2 separate regions of the Mus musculus genome follow, and region 2 is linked to region 1. A link is a contact called in public HiChIP or PLAC-seq data. All regions are on one chromosome and are shown on one strand. The core of a region is the stretch at or near the end of the contact, and the rest is flanking DNA. Distances in the headings are between cores, read along the strand shown.

Region 1 (2,700 bases), core at 102-2,601:
AGATCTGACTCCCTCTTCTGGTGTGTCTGAAGACAGCTACAGTGTACTTACATATAATAATAAATAAATAAGTCTTTAAAAAAAAAAAAAAAAAAAAAAGATGTGTGCCATTACTTCCAGCAGCATACCAAATCCCATGTCACCTTTTTTTAAAGGTGAGCATGGTGGTTCACACTGCAATCCTAGTACTCAGGAGGCTGAGCAGGAAGATGAACGTTAACAGGATTTGAATAATATAATAAATCCTAAAACCAAAACACCATAGTGCATTAAACAAGTAGCTGGGTAGAGAGGCTCTAATCCCAGCATTCTGGAGCTGAGGTGGGAGGGTTGATGGGAGTTCAAAGCCGCTACATCGTAAGTTTCAGGCCAGTTTGGCCCACAAGTGAAACCCTGTCTTGGAGAATACAAACAGCAAATGAAGTGTTCTGTGTGCTTACATACTCAGTTATACATAATGTGAACCCGTGACCCAGCTAGAGTTTAAAAGGCAAGTGTTTTCACGTCACTCTGCTTATGGAACCATGAGAGGCTCCTGAGTATGCCCAGGAGACCCCAGATCACTCTTTGTGAAGCAGTAATTTATTTAACGTGTTACTTGTTTATTGATAATTTTCATATAGTAAAAGAAAGCCATTTGATTCGTTTAAAAATATATAAAGTATGTTTATAATCCCAGTATTAGGGAAACTGAAGCTGTTACATTTCGAGGCCAGTCTGGGCCACAAAGGGAGACCATGTCAAAAAAAAAAAAAAGAAAGAAAAAGAAAGAAAGAAAGGAAGGAAGGAAGGAAGGAAGGAAGGAAGGAAGGAAGAAAGGAAGAAAGGAAGAAAGGAAAGGGGGAGGGGGAAGGGGAGAAGGGGGAGAGGGAGGAGAGACAGAGACATAGTTTATCTTGTACTCTGTGCTGCACATTGATCAATGCGGTGAACTTTAAGAATCAGGTGTCTACGTTTTGTTTGCTCACAATAGAGGGACCCCAGAGCTGATTTGTGAAATAGGACGCAAGGGCTGGCACTATACGAATCTAGGGAAGCAATGGTTCTGACCAGATGTAGTAGGACCTCTAACAGGTTCTGAGCCTCGGGCTGGAATGTAGCCAGAGATCCAGGCCACCAGGGTATGGGAGGTGGGCAGGGTCAGAGCCCCATCAAACCAGTAATGTAATTTGATGAAGTTAAGATTTCTAAATGGTGTAGGAAAACAGCAGGAAAGCTGAAATGGCTAAAGTTCTGCGCAGAGAACAGAGAGGTGACTCAGAAGTGAAGCAGCTTCCCAGCCACCCGCCTCAACAAGACCAAATGACGCAAACGGGCTGGGAAAAGAGCGCACACTACCTGGTGGAAGCTTGGGCCCCGGCGCCCGCCGTAGATGTCGTGACAAAGCCGGCGCGTTGCCTTGGCGCCCATAAGACGCCGCCGAGCAGCCACTGTGGATTTCATCGGCGAGCTCCCTCGGTCACCATGTCTGTGCTGGACGTGTTGTGGGAGGACCGCGACGTGCGCTTCGACGTGTCCTCGCAGTGAGTCTCAGGATGCGCTGAGACCCCGTGACTATGGTCCCCTGCGGTCTTCGGCCCTGCCCTGGCCAGCGGCCTATCTCAGTGTGCGCCCATCAAGGCTGTGACCCTCCGCGTCCTGCGGTGGAGGGGACATAGGGCAGGGATTCCGGAAAGCAGGGTTCTAGAACAAAATCCGGAATAGCATTGCACACTACGGGCCTCTGCACGGTTGGCGTGTCTGTAAAATGAGGGCGGTGGGAGTGAGAATTCTCCAAAACTCCCGACCACGCAAAGCTTGTGTCGGAGCTAAGATTTCATTTAGTCCTTATCTAAATCTTTGAGAGCTTGTTATAAAGAAGCCCTGTTTGTGGGGGAATATGCTTAAAAGAGGAGATGGTTAAAAACCCTTCCTGCCCAGAAATCAGGGAGGGGGTCGCTGAGATCGTGATGGAAAACATAGAAGCTGAAGTTCTTGGATCAATAACTACACGGCGCCTCAGCTGCTTCCTAATGGTGCTTTATCATGAGCACTGTCTCCTAAAATAGAAAAAATGAGATATTGGTACATTTCTCAGTCTTTGTAGTAACTGGATGCCTAACATAGTATTCGTTCCTTTTGGAAGTTGAGGGAGGAGGTATTTGTGAAATTACAAAGTACAGTAACTCATTACACACCTTCTATGGCTTTCCCTGTAGTTCAGGGAGTGCCGTGGGTCTTAATCCAGACGAACCCTGTTTTCATGAACATTTTCAGTTTACAGACATCTGTCTCAAAAATCAAGACAGGAAAATAAGAGGGGTTGATTATCACACACCCTTCCTCATTCTAGTGCAGGAGAGTAGTCGTCACACAGCTAACTCAAAGGATCAAACGAGCCTGTGGAGATAGAGTGCTTTCTGTGCGCATCATTCACAGTGGAGGTCAGAAGTTAATTTGCAAAGCCGGGCGTGGTGGTGCACGCCTTTAATCCCAGCACTCGGGAGGCAGAGGCAGGTGGATTTCTGAGTTCGAGGCCAGCCTGGTCTACAGAGTGAGTTCCAGGATCAGCCAGGACTGTACAGAGAAACCCTGTCTCGAAAAACCAAAAAAAAAAAAAAAAAGAAGAAGAAGAAGAAGAAGAAGTTAACTTGCAGAAGTCGATTCTCTCCTCTGACTGTGTGGGTCCCAGGGATGACAGACACTCAGGTCATCAAACTT
Region 2 (2,700 bases), core at 201-2,700, 860 kb after region 1:
GAAGCACCATAAGTAGCTGCTACGGAGGGATGTAGCTGTAGCTGTAGCGTTTCCAGGAGCATTTCCTTTCACTTCTTTGTTTTGTTTTTCGAGACAGACCGGCCTGGGCTCAAACTCAGAAATCCTCTGCCTCCCGAGTGCTGGGACTAAAGGCATGTGCCACGACCTCCTGGCTCCTTTTGGCTTCTTTAGAACAACTCCTCACTAGGGAGATGCTTTAGATAAACTTATTCAGTGTCTAAATGCATAAGCCAGAGCTTAACTTTGCTTTATATTTGAGCATTGTGTCAAAAACCAACTTCTGCATATAGGTTATAGAGATGGGTGAATTATTTCTGATGTTATGTAAATGAAGACGAAATGTAATGCTTTTTCATCAAAGTGAAATATAACGACCATTGTGGAGTTGAATAAGCATTGGGCCAGGTACTCTGCTGGAATGGCCTTGATTCTTACTGTTACCTGAAAGTTGGCTATTTTCTTTAAACGCATAATACATCAGAATGGAAGCTATTACCAGAGTCACTTGTCAGATGTCATTTAGTCTGTAAAGAGTTTCTCTCTCCGTGTTGTGAGAAATAGGAACCATAGACACACCCTGAAAACCCTGCAGTTTGTAAACTGGTTTGGGCTCATCCTTTTCTATGTAGGGGGAAGAAAGAGATAGTCTAATCAGGTCAGCTTGATGCTTACACTTCCTTACAGAGGGACAATGTGTGCAACAAAGGCGCCATTCTCTACTGAGCAATGCCAAGCAAATTTAACAAAACTGAGGTTTTAAAACATAATAAAGAAATACACTTTCCCTTTGCCTTTATGGAGAAAGATCTTGGGTAAAACTCAAGACTCCTGACATGTACAATTTTCCCTTCCCTGCAATAGCAGAAGTCGGGGCTTGCTGGGCCCTCACCAGACATGGCCTGCAGTTGTCAATGATTTCATTGAGTTCCTTAAACTTTCATTCTAGAATTTCCCCCTCAATGCTTTCCTATCATCCATGACTCAAAGAGATTTAGAGAGTGCCTGGAAGAATGAATCAGAGGATTTAAAAACAACGGAAACTTTCTGTATTCTTGGTTCAGAATGATTTCGCTGGTTCTATTTTTATAATAATGTCAAAATTGAATCCGTTTTTCTATACATTAAAACGTACATATTTTAGCCATCAGATAAATTGCATGTCCCCAGAGGGCCCTTAAGAAGGTGATTATATCTCTTATATTCTGGCCACTAGGTGAAATTCGAATGCAGTTTTGATTCCAACAGACGGGTCCCCTTCAAAACTCGTTGCCTAGCAACAAGTTCTCTGTGTCCAAGGAGAGAAGTTACCCATTTCCCCCCTAGAAGATAAGCTTGAGAGAACATTGAAATTTTCTAACAGGGCGCTCTCCCACCCTCTTTTGTGACCGAAGCAGTGAAGCATAAGACCTCTAAAGGGCTGAGGTGCTTCAGTAGCAGCCCGGGCACAAAAGGAAACCCAGACTTGGCCCGGGCTGGGTGGGAAAGGCGAGTCTGGTTCTAAACACCTGAACCGGATCCCTAGGAGAACTGATGTCGAGGTCCCCAGGAAACCCATAATCTTCTCGGGGCGATCTCAGGTGCAGGGGATTTTTGTTCATTCAGATCCAGAGGCACCCAGCCCTCCCAACTCAAGGCATCTTTTCTTCCACAAGTTGTAACCCCAATGAGGCCACCTCGCCCTTTTCCCTCCGCCACCTAGAGTCAGGATCAGGTATGGACACCGACCTTCCAGTCACCCTGTCTCCGGCCTTTCTCAAAGTAACCAGGATACGTGGTCAAGCCTGCCCCAGGGTGTGCGCCCCTAACTTGCCCCGCAGCGCGACGCCCAGTTCCTCCGGACGCTGGGCCACCCGCGCCGCCCGCTCCGCCCTTCGCGTGGTTCCAGCAGCTGGAACAGTTCCCGCTCCGCTCCCGCCCCGCGCTCTGCGCCCCGCCCCGGGCCCGCCGCGCTCCGCCCCGCTCGCCCCTCCGCTGCGTCGGGCTGTCCAGTCGCTGGGCAGCTCGGGTGGTTCCCGGGGCTCCTCCCGCAGCCCGTCCGGTCTCCATGGCAACGCGGCGTCCCAGGCTCGCAACTCGGAACCCACCGCGAGTGCGGAGCGGGGCTGGCCTTCCTGGTCTGCCCTTCGAGGAAACAACTTGGCAGGGCGGCCAGAGGGTAAGCAGCAGTGTGGTGACTGTGAGTAATTTACCCACACCCCTGGGAGTGGCGGGTCCCAGCCCGCACCTCCGACAACACTTAATCCTAAAAATGTATCTACCACTCCAGGTTGGTCCTGTGGAACCGCACGGCTGTCGAAATACTGCCCGAGAAGGTAGGATGCTCTGCTGAGAGGAGGGAAAGTCTGCCTGTTTAGGGGTATCTCACCCTACCGCCAAAATGAAAACCGTCATGTCCTATCCTAGTACTTCCAGCTCCGCCCCGTTGTTCGCTATTCTTTTACTTTTTCAAACAACTTAATGGTTTATGAGGATGAGCACACCCCCCCCCCCCCCAGGCATGCTCTCTACCTATAACTTCTTTGGCTCTGTGAACTTTGCCCCCCCTGGATCTCCCAGGAGAAAGGTTCGCACTACGAACTGCCCCTAAATCCAATCTGGACGACTTGGAATATCCAAAAATCAAGATTTTGACTTTTGACTCCTTGCACTACTCTGCATCACACCCAAAAGCATTTAATT

Evidence for each region. HiChIP or PLAC-seq counts read pairs in DNA pulled down with a chosen protein or histone mark.
Region 2: a contact with region 1 is called in a FOXA1 HiChIP or PLAC-seq map of pancreatic cancer cells. The contact joins the promoter of Erich2 here to the promoter of Bbs5 in region 1. A contact is called at or near these places in 2 of 39 promoter capture datasets (liver and pre-B cells) and 1 of 115 datasets of contacts at active chromatin or transcription factors (pancreatic cancer cells).

Annotation. Positions count from the first base shown.
Region 1 is chr2:69,645,820-69,648,519 of GRCm38.p6, forward strand. Bbs5 (Bardet-Biedl syndrome 5 (human)) reads left to right here and starts at 1,352. Exons shown (of 12, transcript NM_028284.3): 1 at 1,352-1,523. The coding sequence starts at 1,465.
Region 2 is chr2:70,507,369-70,510,068 of GRCm38.p6, forward strand. It overlaps Erich2 (glutamate rich 2), which reads left to right and starts at 1,451. Exons shown (of 13, transcript NM_025744.2): 1 at 1,451-2,197; 2 at 2,288-2,333. The coding sequence starts at 1,735. The region is part of intron 1 of Gad1os (glutamate decarboxylase 1, opposite strand); the gene reads right to left.